Linked DNA regions of Sus scrofa: region 2 is linked to region 1. A link is a contact called in public promoter capture Hi-C data. All regions are on one chromosome and are shown on one strand. The core of a region is the stretch at or near the end of the contact, and the rest is flanking DNA. Distances in the headings are between cores, read along the strand shown. Region 1 holds the start of GET4 (Golgi to ER traffic protein 4 homolog). Region 2 holds the start of LOC102162791.

What was found. Promoter capture Hi-C pulls out the DNA fragments that hold promoters and counts their contacts.
Region 2: a promoter capture Hi-C map of fetal liver shows a contact between it and region 1, with 3 times the contacts expected there. The contact joins the promoter of LOC102162791 here to the promoter of GET4 in region 1.

What each region holds. Positions count from the first base shown.
Region 1 is chr3:530,516-537,812 of Sscrofa11.1, reverse strand. It overlaps GET4 (Golgi to ER traffic protein 4 homolog), which reads right to left and starts at 4,288. Exons shown (of 9, transcript XM_021085940.1): 1 at 4,021-4,288; 2 at 522-600; 3 at 247-328. The coding sequence starts at 4,181. SUN1 (SUN domain-containing protein 1) reads right to left here. Exons shown (of 24, transcript XM_021085939.1): 23 at 6,944-7,036; 24 at 4,839-6,564. The coding sequence ends at 6,451. LOC110259828 (a long non-coding RNA gene) reads left to right here and starts at 3,192. Exons shown (of 2, transcript XR_002342186.1): 1 at 3,192-3,334.
Region 2 is chr3:695,702-702,998 of Sscrofa11.1, reverse strand. It overlaps LOC102162791, which reads right to left and starts at 3,261. Exons shown (of 4, transcript XM_013987681.2): 1 at 1,982-3,261; 2 at 1,743-1,862; 3 at 1,145-1,232. The coding sequence starts at 2,226. The region is part of intron 2 of C3H7orf50; the gene reads left to right. GPR146 (probable G-protein coupled receptor 146) reads right to left here. Exons shown (of 2, transcript XM_021085947.1): 2 at 7,289-7,297.

The sequences.
Region 1 (7,297 bases), core at 3,039-5,538:
CTGGGGAGCAGGCCCCAGGGGACCCTCCTTGGCCTTTCCAGGCGGGCAGCTTGCAGGAAGGGCTCCCCAGTGGGGGCGGGCCAGCGAGCCGGGGGCCAAGACCCCCCGGGCCCACCTCGGGGCGGGCTGGGAGGCCGGGCGGGCCTGCCGGGCGGCTGGGGCTGGGGAGGGAGTCGCTGTGGGTGGGAGACCAGCACGGAACGGGCTCCGGGGCGAGCGAGCGGGGGAGCGGGGAGAAAGCCTCACCGAGCAGCTCGTCGGCCACCTCGACCTCCGCCTTCTCCAGTGACTCCAAGACCAGCATGGACAAATCGGCGGCGCTGTTTTGCTACAGACACGGGGAAGGGCAGAGGCCGTCGGAAGCAAGGCTCCGGCCCGTCTCCAGGAGACAGGCCGGAGCTGGGCGGCGGCTCGGGCTCTGGGGCGACCGTGACCCAGCAAACCTACGGCGCCGCCGTCGGCGCAGCCGCAGACCCCGGCGGGGAGCCGGAGCGCAGCCCCAGCCCGCCCCGCCCGCTTACCTGGCCGTGGCTGAAGAAGAGCAGGGCTCCGGAGCACATGAGCTCGCGGGCCTCGGCGTGCTTGCTCTGCGACATGTACCTGCGGCAGAGAGGGCTGCGGTCAGGGCCCGCTCCGCCCGTCTGCCGGCCGCACGCTCCCGGCTTGGGAGGTTGAACACGAAGGACCCGCGTGCCAGGAAACAGACGCCTTACACAGCCAGCGTGCGACACTCGCACCTCCGCAGGGGCCGAGCAGAGCTGGGCCTGGGTTCCTGGGGGGCCGCGTGAGCCGGCCTGGCACCACCTCCCCTCCCCGTCTGGTGACAGTGCCCCCCGGGGACCCTGTCTCTGCCCAGAAGCAGCACCTCCCTGGAGCAGGGCAGGCCTGGGTTCCTCCTAGTCCTGCGACACGTGCGCAGTGGTGGGCGTGTCCCAGGTCAGGGTCGTGCCAGCCCAGCTGTGCTTCTGCAGGGGGCAGGCGGCACCATTCCCCGAGGGGCGGCAGGGAAGGACGGCGGCTTAGAAGAGCAGGGGAAGAGTGAAAGGCCCGCAATCCACACCCCCGGGGCCACACGGGGAGCCACCTGCCTCGGAAGCCTCCCTCTCGGCCCAGCCTGCCAGCCCCCTGTGCCCCACTGAAGGGGTGCCCCTCGCCCAGGAGCCCCACCACGGCTGGGGTGGCTGGGCCCACAAGCCTGAAGTGTCTCGTTCAGAACGTCTGGAGTTCCCTGAGGCCTCAGCAGTGAAGGCTCTGGGGTTGTCACTGCTGTGGCTGGAGTTCGATCCCTGGCCCAGGAACCTCTGCATTCCCCAGGCACGGCCAGAAATTAATTCTTCATTCTATTTAAGAGGCAAAATTCTGTCCACAATCAACACAGATCTCAGGAGGGTCCCTCCGGGCAATGACTGCAGAGGTGACCAGCCGCCCTGCAGAGCAGCGGCAGGAGGACGAACCCTCCAGGCCTGCAAAACAGACCCTGCTCTTCCTGGCACAGAGGACCGGGGAGACGGCGAGGGCCCGGGCCGCCCACAGCTTCGAAGAGACCGAGCGAGGCCTCCAGCTGACCAGTGAGCACGGCCCACTTCTGGGGCACAAGCACCCACATAGTCCAACCGGGCTGTGGGACACAGCGTCAGTGACCAGCAACACAGGGGATGAATCCGAAAGGCGAATGGAGAAAGGCGGTCCCCACACGCCGGCCGGCCCTCAGCGATGAAGATGAGTGACACGCACAGGGTGACTCTCGACGTGCTGTGCTGAGGGATTCAAAACCAGGTAAAAAGAGTTCACGGTCCATGATCGCACTGACACAAAACTCCAGAAAACACAACCCTCCGTCGCGACAGAGACCAAGGGGTACTGGGGGGCGAGGGGTGAAAAATCCATCATGGAGGTGGAGGAGGAAGCTTTTGGGGGTGATGCATGTTTTCGACACCTTGGTAATCATTTCTTGGGTGTCTACCTATGACAAAGCTCATCAAATTGTACATTTTACGTAAACACTTAAAGACAACGATTTGTAGGAAGACATAAAAAAAAGTTAGCACAACGTGGTTGAGCTGACTCAGGCAGCTATGCGCCACGCAGGGCACTAAACCAGGGCTGCACCGGTGCGCCCGCACAAGAACGGTTCCCTGCAGAGACACGGACGACCCCAGGCCTCTGCGGCCAGGCCCACTGGACGGCCACCGGGACTGGCCACCACACGCCCCAGAGGGGCCCAAGGCAGACCTTTACTCCTCAGGAATCCTGGAGAGAGAGGAGCCCAAAAACAACCCACGAGGAAGCCAAGGCAGCCTGGATCACGCGGACCCCGGCCAAGGCCAGACTGCTGGACAGCCTGCATCTGTCCCCACGTGACCACGAACTACACCCTGGGCACCCAGACACACCTCTTTGAGGCGAATCAGCGACTGCGTTCCTGCTCCAGCAGTGACTGCAGAACTGGCTCAAAGCAAGGAACGCCATGTCCATTGTGGGACGATCCAGTTTTGCTGATTAATCACCGGGTCAAATGTTCACATACAAATCCCCAGGAACAGCAAGCACCAGGGCAAGTCGAGAAGGCTACCAAACCTCCCCACCACAAAACGGGAGTGGCTAAGCTGCCAGGCGGAAGCCTCGCGGAACAGACTTTCGGGCTCATCCGCTTGAAGAACCATCAGCTCACTCCTACCCCGTCCTCTGGGCCACGGAGCCCAAACATGGTCTCAGGCATGAGGTGCCACGTCTAACCAAACTACAGCAAAGCAGAAAGTACCACTAGGCTTCCCAAGATAGTGATTCAACCTGCTATTTAAAGAAAAAATTTAGATCTAGGGCTAAGCCGTGTAAGCGAGACCCGCCTGCCCTTAAAGCATTTGCTGTTTTCTGGCAGCTTGTAAAGAAAAAGCAGTCAAATGCAACAGATGAAATCCTCTAAAATTATCTTTAAATTGTAAAGAACGGCCCAGCTATTTTCTGGCAAGAAACCTGAAGGATGACAGAGTAGCCGTGATATACAGGAATGGCTCACAAAGGTAAGCAAGCAGAGCTAAAAATCACAGCAGTGGCGGTGTGACGGCAAGAGCGTGACACACTGCCGTCCAAAAGGAAAGGGAGCCAAGGCAGCACTTGCCAAATTCCTAAGGCCGCACTAAAGGCAGACGGTGTATGTAACACAGCGCATCCCAGTGTCACCTCAAGGATCACCCACAGCTGAAGGTCACTCGACTCTGCCGACAAGCTTCTCTGCGCGTCTTGAGGCCCTGTTTTCACACGCGCAGCCCATCGCGTTCGGTACTCAGCACATTTCAGATGCGCGACAGCCCCACGTGGCCAGCGGGCAGCGCAGGTACAACAAAAATACCGAGTTTACAGAAACAGCTGGTCTAGTGACAAAACCTAACAGGCGGGTGAGCAAGGCCGACAAAACATGGGAAACAGGTTCACAGCCTCGCGGCCGGATGCCCAGAGGGAGGAAAGCCGCGAGGCTGCGAGCGGGGCTTCCAGTCCAATGGCCCTCGGGCCGGGGCGGGGGAGGCGGAAGCCGGTTTGGGCCGGGGCTGGAGTCTGGGTTCGAGCCGGGGTCCGGAGTGTACGTGCGGGATTCGGGTCTGGACCGGGTCCGGGGCCTCGGCCAGGAGTTTTGGTCGGGGTTCGGGTCTGCGTCCGTACTCTGGACTGGGTCCCGGGTCTGGGTCGGGATCCGGAGCCTTCGTTCGGGGTTTGGGCCGGGGTGTGGAGTCCGGACCGGGTCTGGGGTCTCGGCCAGGGGTCCACGGTCTCGACTAGGGCTTTAGGTCTGTGTCTAGTCTGGGGTCAGGCGTCCAGGGCCGGGGTCTCCCTGCCGGGCCGCAGTCCTACCCCCGCCGCCGCACGGCCGCCAGCTCCCACCGCCTCGGTGACGGGCAGCGGCGCGGGCCAATGGGGCCGCGGGGCGGCGCGACGCGGCCAATGGCAGGCGTCCGGGGGCGGGGCGCCGGGCTCGGCGGTCGGGGGGAAAGCCCTGGAAGGCGGCGGCCCCGGCACGGCGGCTACCTGAAGAAGAGGGTCCGGTACATCTGGTGCGCCTCGTAATAGTCGCCTTTCTCGACGCTGGCGCGCAACTTGCCCTCCACGCGCTGGACGCCGCCGCGGTTGCGGGCGCCGTTCCGGGCGCTCTCCTGCTCGGCCATCGCAGCCGCCGCCGCCGCCGCCATCGCGCCGGCGCTCCGCGCAGGGCTGACGCTGTCGCAGGCGCGGTCGGCAGCGCCTCTCGGCTTCCGTCCCGGCGGCCGCCCTAAGCGCTCTACGGTGGCCGGCGAGGAGCCGGGAGATGCCGGGGGCGGGGCGCCGACGGCCACGTGACTGCGGGGCGGGGCCGAGCGCGGCCACGTGGCCGAGCCGGGCGGGGCTGGCGCCACAATGGCGGGCGCTGCTGCGGGGGCGCCGGGGGCGCGTCCTCTGTCCCCGCCAGTGCGCGGGAGGGTATCTCTGCTGCACCTGGGGCCGTTTTTCGCGGTACTTGAACTGTTGACACTTTCCAATAAAAACCGCGCTTCAGCCCTCAGCGGATTCGCCGGGTGCTCGGGACCAGCGATGAGCCCCCGCCCCAGCGGCGGACACCCGAACACGCCGCCGTCCCTACGTGGGGCGATGGGAAAACGCGGAGACACGCCCCCGAGCGAGCCGCCGGCAAGACACGGGCTGGGGGTGAGCGGGTGCTCCCGGGCCTGGAGTTCCAGAGTTTGCGGGGTGACCCAGGCTCCTGCCCGAAGGGGTCCTGAGCGGGGCCCGAAACCCTGCGTGTTCCGCCCCCCACCAGGGGCAGAGACATAGGAGGTGAGAAAAGAAATACACTGGTTATGACTCATTTGAAATGTCATGCACTTTTAAAAAGTAAAACTCTTTATTTAAACATTTCAATAGCATCTTATAATTTGGTGGCAGCAAAAGAAGCACTACCAGAGACAAATATCTTGAAAAGCATTTACAAAAATACACTGCACAAAGTCCTATCTTGCGTCTTTAAAAATAAATATTCAAAATATTTCCACCCCAACTCCCAGTTTTAGCTTTATATAGGAAATTTTGATTTATATATTTATCCTGTAATATATGAAACATCTGTATACATTTTATCCAACTTAACTGCATAGGCATTAGTTCGTTCGAATTCTAACTAGAGTGAAAAAAATGCTACTTTATGTAGATTTGTTTATTTGAGGACTGTTGTGCAATATACATAAAACTCTTCAGAAAACCAGTCAGCACCATCATTCTATCTTTTCCTGAAAATAACATTTACAGTACCCCAAAAACTGTCTTAACCCAATAAAACTTAAATAACTTTAAGGTAAAACATCTGTAACACTTTTAAGTGCCTTGCAGATACCTCATTTATAAAGTCTGCTCAGTAAAATAGTCTCAATATTAAATAGTAACTATAACCAGAACAAGCCTCAGAGGAATTGAGAGAGAATGGCCAGTAGTTGCAATAAAAGGCAAATCCCAACCGGAGCCGGGACAAAGTGCTGCTGCAGGAGCCTCAGCGTACTGGTGTCATGAATTTGCCACCTGGGCCACCTCCTTCAATAACCGTCAGTGGACTAAAAACAGCCTTGGAAAAACCTAGAGCATGTTAGTGTTCGCTTCTCAGCAGAATTCAAAACACAACCTGAAGACACCCAAAAGCTTGGATTTCTTGGTTCCTGCTCCTAGTGTGACGTGACAACTGCAGGGAAATCCGGCGGGATGAGCCCAGTGGAGACCTGAGAACTCTATTTACATGTTTGCTTGGATCCAGACCATCCCTTTTCCAATCAGACCCACTTCGACCTGCAAGAGGCAAACCGTCCAGTGTGCCTGAACCGAGGCCTGACGGAAACCCTTCCCAGACGTGGGAGCCGACTACCACCACCACCTTTTAGTTACTGCCCCACCTGGGGACACGAACGAACCACGGGGGCCGAACGGAGGAAACTCCCGCCCGGAGGAAGGGCCCTCGGAAGTCTGGCGACCGGTTCTTCCCCAAGAGAAGCATGTGCTGCGCTCAACATCCGTCTGCCCCCAGAGGTCCTTTAAAAGGGCCCGTGAAGGCCGTCAAGGCTTCGGACACACCCCCAACCTTGCACCTTCTCTCGCTTTGTTCCTGATGTCAAGCAAATACAAATATAAAGAGCTTTACGTTCAAAAACAACCCTCCCCCCGACCCCAGGAAAGTAAGTGTCTTTGTGAGCCATACATTCAGATGAGGTTCCACAGAGACTGCCTGTGGCTTGCGGGCCTCAAGGGGCAGCGGTCCCCGTGGACAGAGGAGCCAGTGGCTGTCAGCATCCATGGCTTCCGCTGCCACGTCCTGCTGGCCGTCGGCGCACCGCCTGAAGGGGTGACGCTATCCCGCTGTCCGTGTGCCCGCGCTCAGAGGGAGTCCGGGTTGCAGGCCGACCAGTATATACAGAATGTACAGCAACAGAGAGGAGACTGGCTTTACTTGATGGGTTCTCCGTGAACTCTGAACCGGTACAGACACGTGTATTCGGGATGGCCCCAGTTAGAAAAAATCCGCAGCTCCACTATCTGGAAAGCGCTTTCAGGTCTTTTCTGAAATTGGGGGGGGGAGTCAGATTTATTTCACATTAAGACTCCAGACCTAATACTTCCCCAGCTATGCTATTTCAGAGCAAGTAGCCAAGGTGGAGATTCAGTTTTTAATATGAGCTGCATCACCTATCACAGGACCCAAAGCTCAGGTAAAACTGAGAACACGTTACAAATGGCACATTTATGCAGAGCAAGAGATAGACGAAAAAAGCTCACTCAGGAGCCAAAAAACCCTCGATGGTCCTGCCTTGCTTTCTCAGAGGTTGGCCGTCACGCCCTCTGGGCAGTTTGCGCGTGTCCGCTGGTCCTGCAGACTCGAGCGGCAGAAAGGGGCCCGGGGGGCCCGCCCGCCGTCCATGCCCAGCACGAGGGTCCTTACCAGGACGTGGAACATCTGGAGCGACTCCCCTTCCTGGTCGTAGGTGAACCGTCCCAGGAGCTGCCCTTCTTCCTGGTACTCGTCCTCTAATCCCTAGAACAAAACCAGAGTCAGCGCATCAAGGAAAAGGACAGCACGAGGTGGGGAAGTCACTCTCCCGCCAAAGACGGGGAGGCCTCTGGGCATCTCGTTAGGGGCTCCACACTGAGCACGAAGGCCGGGAGGGAGCCAGGAGAATGGGCCGAGCAGGCTGGCAGGCAGGGCAGGGACCATCCCGCTGAGTGGACCCCGCTCAGTGCACCTGACGGGCCAGGGGGTGAGACCAGCTCAGCAGAAGGCGGTGCCCAGAGGTCA
Region 2 (7,297 bases), core at 2,012-4,511, 170 kb before region 1:
CGGGTGCTGTGCCCGCTCCTCCTCTGAGCCCAAGCACACTGCCTGGTGTCCCCTTGGCTGCTCAGGACACTGTGTGTGTCGGGTGGGGTAGGGGTCCGTGCTCCTGTTTGCATTCGGCTGCCCCCAGCTCTCAGGCCCTGGTCTCGGGCTGGCTGTGCAGCGTCCCGTTTGCAGCACCTTGAAGCATCGTGCCAGCTTCAGTGTTTCCTTCCAAAGCCGAGTCCCAGAGGACTGCGCGGGTGCAGCACCCCATCTCGGCCGTGCTCTGTCTGGAGCCGTGAGGGCGCAGCGAGGGGCAGGCGGGGGCCTGCTGCAGGACGGGGGTCGAGTGGGCGGCTTGGAGGAAGGGGGACTGCAGATCTGGTGCTGTCGGAAAGCGGGGCCGGGCTCCTCAGGAGCAGGGGCGCCTTCTGACGCGGGGCGGCACCGGGGCTTTGGTGGCCACCGCTGCCCCCTCTGCACCAGCGAGCTTGTGTGCCAGGAGGAAAGGAACACGGCCTCCCGCAAGGCAAAGGGCCCTCTCCGCGTCCTGCGCCCCCCCAACCCCCCCCGCTTGTCCCCTCCCACAGCCGAGCCCTCCCCACCCCACCCCCGCACCCCAGGCCTTCAAGGTCCACACGGCTGGTGAGCTGCCCCCGCCCCCCGGTCCCCAGAGACACTAAAGGCCTGGCTTCTGTGAGCGGGCCGATGGACAGGCCCTGGTGTGGGGCGCTGGTCTCCACCGAGCGTCTTTGTGGCAAGGGGAGCCTGACACGGGCATTGGGCAGCTCCCTCTGCTCTCGGGAGCGTCCCCTGCCCTCATCAGAGTGGCGGCGGCGGTGGGGGGGATCGGTCGTGCTCAGCCCTCAGGGGGCCTCCAGGGCCCAGTCGACACCAGCGAATCCTGACAGGCTCTCTGCCTCCAACTCCGGACACGAAGCCACAGGTCTGCTCGTCTGAGCTGTGAGAAGGGCTAGCGGTCTGCCCGGTCACTCCAGCCCCAGGCGCGAGAAATAAACGGCATTTCACCTTTCGGTGGAACCAGTGTGGGGGTTCACAGACTGGTTTCCAGAGATAGCACAGCTCCCCTCTCCCAGCTGCTCGCATGGGCCTTATGCCAGCGGGCAGAAAGCGGGCGCGGGCAGGGGGCCGGGGGACCGCTCACCTGGCCGGCGGAGGGTCTGGCGCGGAGGGAGGGGCTCCGGCGCCCGCTCACGGCCCCTCGCTGGTCCGAGCTCCCTGGGAACAGGCGGCTGCGGAAGGAAAACGGGGATGTGCCCTTGAGCCTTCACCACACGCCGCGAGTTGGGCAGGCGGTGGTTTGGTCACGTGACCCCAGAGACCCGCCAGGCCTGGAAGGGGGGCGGTTCGTGCCGCAGACGGGACAGGGCGCCCGGCCCCGCGGTTTCCTGCAGACCCCCACGCCGCCGTCCTCAGGACGGTCCCGCCCAGAAAGCAGGCGACGCTGCCACTTAAAATAGGACCCGGGCCCCACGCCCAGCATGAGGGCAAGCGCTCCAACCCCTCCCGCCCAGGCCACCTCGAACGTCCCCTCGGGGCGCCCAGCCCCCCACGGGCGGGAGCTGGTGCTGGGGGGACGCTCCCTTGTCCCCCACGGCCCCTGCGCAGGCCAGGGTGTGGGATTCGTGGAGGACGGGGTCGGCCAAACCCCAGCGCTGGGGGCGGTCCTGCCCCCCCGCCCCCGACGTCCAGGAGAGTTCCTGCTGGGCGAAGGGGGGCTGGGGCCGGTGGCAGGAGCTTGCCTTCTGGCCTCCTGGCCTCCGCGGCGTCCCCAGACCGGCCCTGCCGGGAGACGCGTTTGGATCCCTCTGCTGCACACGGGGTCCCTGTCCCGCCGGGGTCCCTGTCCCGCCGTGCCCGCCCTGCTTCAGGCGAAAGAGGATGCGGGGACTTGCTGAGCCGCACCCAGCCCGTGCGTCCCGCCTCTGTCACAGCCCGGCTCTCGGCACGAGCGCTGCTCTCCTCTGGGCCCCGAGCCCACCTGCTCTGGGCTGGGCTTGGGGCCAGGAGACAGGGCTCCCTGGATGGCGTGGGTGGCCTCCCTCTTGGCCCGTGACGTCCCCGCCGTTGCCCGTCGCCTAGATTGTGCATGTGAACGCAGGGAGGGCGCCTTGGGCCTGGGGACACAGCGGGGCCCAGCTGGCCCACACAGTCCTGCGTCATCGAGACAGTCACGCCCCAGGCCCCTGCCCGTTTCCTGGCTCCCCTGAGTGTCCGCAGCCCCATGTGGAGGTGGCCGGGGCCAGCCCGTCGCGGGGAACGGGGGCCCCTCCCCCACACCCGCCTTTCCCAGGACACTCTGTTCTGTGCTAAGCCCACATGGGCTGTGCCCTCGGGCACGGCCCAGTGCCGCCGCCGCCCTCCCCAGGGGCCCCCTCCGCGCAAGAGCTGGGACACCCGCCAGAGAGCCGACTTGGGGTGTGTGAATGGCGGCGAGTGTGCACCGCGGCTGTTCCCCCGGGGCCTAAAGGGGACGACGCCGGGACACCGCCGGAGCCTTGCACGCGCTCCGCGGCGCGGTTGCACTTCTGTGAGGCTCCCGGGCGGCTGCTGGGGGTGGGTAGGGGGTGAGGAGGCGTTTGTGTCACTTCCTGTCCTGACTTTTGTCGCTTACGTGTCACTGTTGACACCTGTTTGTGTTCAGCAGCAGCTTTGAGTCGTCTCTGTGTGTTCCGTCCAGCTCCCCTGTTTTGAAAATACGCTTCGGGGGGGTTCAGTAAAGTCAGAGCCGCGCGGGGAACCCTGGCCGCCCGTCTGGACTGGCGAACGGCGTGCTCCCGAGCCCTGGCGGACGCGGTTGCTCCCCCCGGGTAGGGGGCTCAGGCTCCCTGTGGGCTGGGTACGTGGCAGCCCTCTGCCAGGCCCTCCCAGGCCTTTTTCCTGTTGGGGTGTCACTGGCCGCGAGACCACCCGGGTGAGAAAGTCAGAGGATGTTTAGCCCAAGAGCCGGCAAGGCAGGCGTGACTGGCGGCCCAGCGGAAGGGGCTTGGAGGATGGCCGGGAGGCGGCCGGCGGAGCACCGGGGGCCGGGGGCCTGGGCGCGGGAGCAGAGGGTCCCAGGGGTGCCGGTCACGGGTCTGCGCTTCCGAGACTGCTGGTGAACGAGGAGCTGTGGGAACCTGGGTGGGCCCCGGTGCAGCTCGGGGAGCTGCTGGGTCCCGGCTCCTCTGCTCCTGCCTACGCCTTCCCCCATCCTCTGGGCCCTGCTCTGTCCCCCCCAAACCTCCCCGCCCTGCTCTGTGTCCCCCCCATCCTCTGGGCCCTGCTCTGTGTCCCCCCCAAACCTCCCCGCCCTGCTCTGTGTCCCCCCATCCTCTGGGCCCTGCTCTGTGTCCCCCAACCCCCCCTTGCGGGCTGCGAGCCTGCGGGAGCCCCACTGCTTCAGCCTAAGGCCGCTTTAGGAGCCGGGCTCCCCCTCAGCGGCCTCCGCTCCCGCGCAGACCGAGAGCATCGGCAGCCACTGGGGGGCGCCCCGTGAGCGCGCCTGCCCCGGCGGCGGGGCCTTCCCGAGTCGCCCTCACCCTGCTTGGAACCTGGAAGCGCGCAGCCTGGGGGTGGGGGGCGTCGCATCTCCCGGTTCTGAGGCGGGGCTTCCAGGCGCCTGGCCCGCTCCTCCTGCCCCGCCGGGCGGGCTTCTAGGCGGCCCGCGGGAGGCACAGCTGCGTGAGCAGTCCCCGCAGGGCGCAAGGTCCCATCGCAGGTCCCCCGCTGCGCCCCCCCCCCGCCTCCCCCCCGCCGCCCCCCGCCCAGCCCCGCGGGAGGGCGGTCGGGCCCGGGGCGCTGGCACCTGAGCTGCACACGTGATTCCCTTCAGGGTAAGCAGGCCCTGCGTCAGGGGTGCGGGGTGGGTGGGAGCCGACGGTGCTCCCGCCGTCAGCACTTCCCAGTGCCTGGTGCTCCAGAGGAGGACGGGGCACAGAGAGGCTCAGAACTCGCCCCAGGTCACACAGCAGGGTGCTCCGGGGACCGCGCTGGCCCGACGCACCTGCTTCACATGAAAACCGGGACACGGGACCTGCCCCGTGGTTCTCGGAGACCCCGACACTTTCGTGCCCCCTGGAGACTTGGGTGCACTTTTGGGCATCTCCCAGGGTCCAGCTGAAGTAGGTGCGAATTCCAGTGAGTTAACCCTTCACTGAGACAAAGCCGTGGTCAGTGCTGTCGTGGGCGTGACGGCCACAGAGCACCTGTGATGGTGGCGGGACAGCGGTTCAGGCCCATAAGGCAGCTGCTGAGTCCCCAGAACGGCGCTGGGGACTGTCCTTTTCTCTCTCTCTTGTTTTGTTCTGTTTTGTTTTGTATTTTTAGGGCCGCTCCTGCGGCATATGGAGGTTCCCAGGCTCGGGGTGTGATGGCAGCCAAAGCTGCCGGCCTTCGCCAGAGCCACAGCAATGCCAGATCCGAGCCACATCTGCCACCTACACCACAGCCCCTGGCAAGGCTGGATCCTTAACCCACTGAGCGAGGCCAGGGATCAAACCTACATCCTCATGGATCCTCTTCGGGTTTGTTCACCTCTGAGCCACGACGGGAACTCATGTTTTTCTTCTTTTTTGCCCGTTTCGCAGCACATGGAATTCCCTGGGCCAGGGATCATATCCAAGCCGCAGTTGCAAGGTACACCTAAGCCACAGCTGTGGCAATACCAGATCCTTAACCCCCTGTGCCAGGCCAGGCATCGAACCTGCCTCACAGCACTCCCGAGATGCCTTCAACCCTTGTGCCACAGCGGGAACTCAGGCTTGTCCCACTGACAAGGGAGAGGAGGTCTCACCTCCAGGGCCACCGAGAACCACCTGGAGTCAGACAAAGCCCCGGCTGGAGCCCACCACCCGCAGCCGCTCTGGGGGGCCCCGCTCGCAGGAACCAGCCGTGGTCACAGACACCCCAAATGCCCATCACCAATAGAGCAGATGGGTAAACTGTGCCAGAGTCAAGCCACCACATCCCCGGTGGCAGTGAAAATGCACAGGCCCCCACCATCAGCCTTGTCGGGAGCAGCTCGGCTGTGGAGGGACGGATGCCTGGCCCGGCAGGCCAGCCACCTCTGTGTCACCTGTGCAGACCAGGTCCTCCTGAGCCCTTGCCCCAGAGCCAGGCGCCCTCCTCCTGCTGGTCCGCGGGGACGTGGCGGAACTGCATTCATTTCCGACCCCCAGCTCCTGGAAGACCTTGGCGCTCCAGGCTGGAGGCGGCTGAGCCCGAGGGAGGCTGCAGGGTTGCTCTTGGGCGCGAGGAGCCCAGGGGAGGGGCCGAAGGGGTGGCGCTGGCCCTGGGGCGAGTTTGCTTCCTGCTGTCCGCGTGTCCGCTGGGCCCCGGCAGGGGGTCCCTGGCCTCCCCCACCTGCTGACAGAGGAGCTTCCCCACGGGGCGGAGGCCGAGGGCTGGCACTCGGCGGTGCCGACGGCGGCTGCGCGAGGTGCCAGTGGGGCGGCCGGCGCCGCTTGGGGCGGACGTACTCGGCCAGTCGGGTCTCCTGAGGGCCCGGCGGGGACGCCGCCACCGGAGGCCGCTACCAAGGGGCCGGCTCTGGCTCCGGGCGAGGCGCAGGCTCCCGGGAGGTGATAGGCAGCCGGGGGTCGGGGGGATGCAGGGCTCCTCCGATGCGCTCGTCCGAGCTCTGCATTCGGGCCCTTGACGAAAAGGGAAACCTCTGAAGCTTCTCCCACGAGGAACCACCTTCCTTAGCCCGCTGGCAGCTGCGGTTTGGATGGTTTGGATCTGTGTCCTGGGCGGTGGCGGCAGCGCGGGCGGCGTGCCAGGGCTGCGGGCAGGGACACGCGCATGTCTGCGCACACGGGAGCTTCTCGCTGAGCGCACGCGAGCGTGTTGACTGCATTCCGCCCCTCGACGGTTCACTGTCGGGTTCGTTTTCCACGTCTCTCGGGTGCTTGCTGTGAGCAAAGCGGCGTCAGCCACGGGGGGAGATCGGCCCCTCATGCACCCCCCCCCCCCCGTCCCCACAGGCGCCCTGAGGGGGGCCGGTCCGTGTCCGACCCGTGCGGAGCAGGCCTGGCCGCTGTCACCGTCTAAACCGCTGCTGGTAGAGAGGCGGGTGTGCGGGGCCCGTCCACTCGGGCTCCTTGACAGACAGCTGGCCCTCGGACAGCTGGGGTTCGTCCACGCGGGATTCACGGTCGGCACCCCCCTCCCCAAGGTTCCCGAACGCCGGACACGAAACGCGCGGAAGGGCCTGCCTGGCTCCGGGTCAGCTCCGATGCGCACGGAGGAAGCGGAAAATGCTGGGGTTACGGCACGACAGGAAAGAGCCACTTATGACCCTTTCTGAGCTGTTTTCTGAGAGGTCACCCACCCCGGGAAATGCGCACGGAAAGCTTCGGAAGTCGGGTCATAAGTCTCAGGTGATTTAATCGTCGGTGTGCGGGGTTTTCCTCAGCAGGTTCTTAGATTCATTGGGAGAACCTGAGCTGGGCAGGCAGCGGTTGAACTCGTTCGTAATTAGCCCCCAAATTTCCCAGCTGGTTTTAAATTCAAGAACTTGACATAGAATTTAACTTCTGGTTTTTTGTTAGGTCTTGTTTTGCTTTTTGCTTTTGAGGGCCACGCCTGCAGCATATGGAAGTTCCCAGGCTAGGGCTCGAATCTGAGCTACAGCTGCCAGCCTCCACCACAGCCACAGCCACAGCCACAGCCACAGCCACAGCCACAGCCACGCGGGATCCAGGCCGCGTCTGGGACCTACCCCACAGCGCACGGCAACGCCGGATCCTTAACCTACTGAGCGAGGCCAGGGATCCGTCTCACAACCTCCTGGATCCTAGTCGGGTTCCTTAACTGCTGAGTCACAAAGGGAACTCCCGTAATTAAACTGCTTAATGACTTATTCCTGTCTTGTCCTTGGTCAGGTGCTTTTTATAAAGGTACAAAGTTTGATTTCTTGATGTCTCTGCCACAGTTAGCAGCAGACCCGGTTTCCTGCAGTAAGTTTTATAACCTTCATGAAGATTAAACTCTCACCTTTGGGGTCTTAAGTGATGAAGCTTGGCAAAAGGTAGATGAGCTTTTGTCTGTTAACAAAAGCAGGGTCGTTGACTTTAAAATTACAGTCAAGGCGGAGGCGTTCCCGTCGTGGCGCAGTGGTAACGAACCCAGCTAGTCTCCATGAGGACGCGGGTTCCATCCCTGGCCTCGCTCCGTGGGTTAAGGATCTGGCATTGCCGTGAGCTGTGGTGTAGGTCGCAGCTGCAGCTCTGATTAGACCCCTAGCCTGGAAACCTCCATGTGCCACAGGTACAGCCTTAAAAAAAAAAAAGATACTAAAAAATTATAGTCAAGA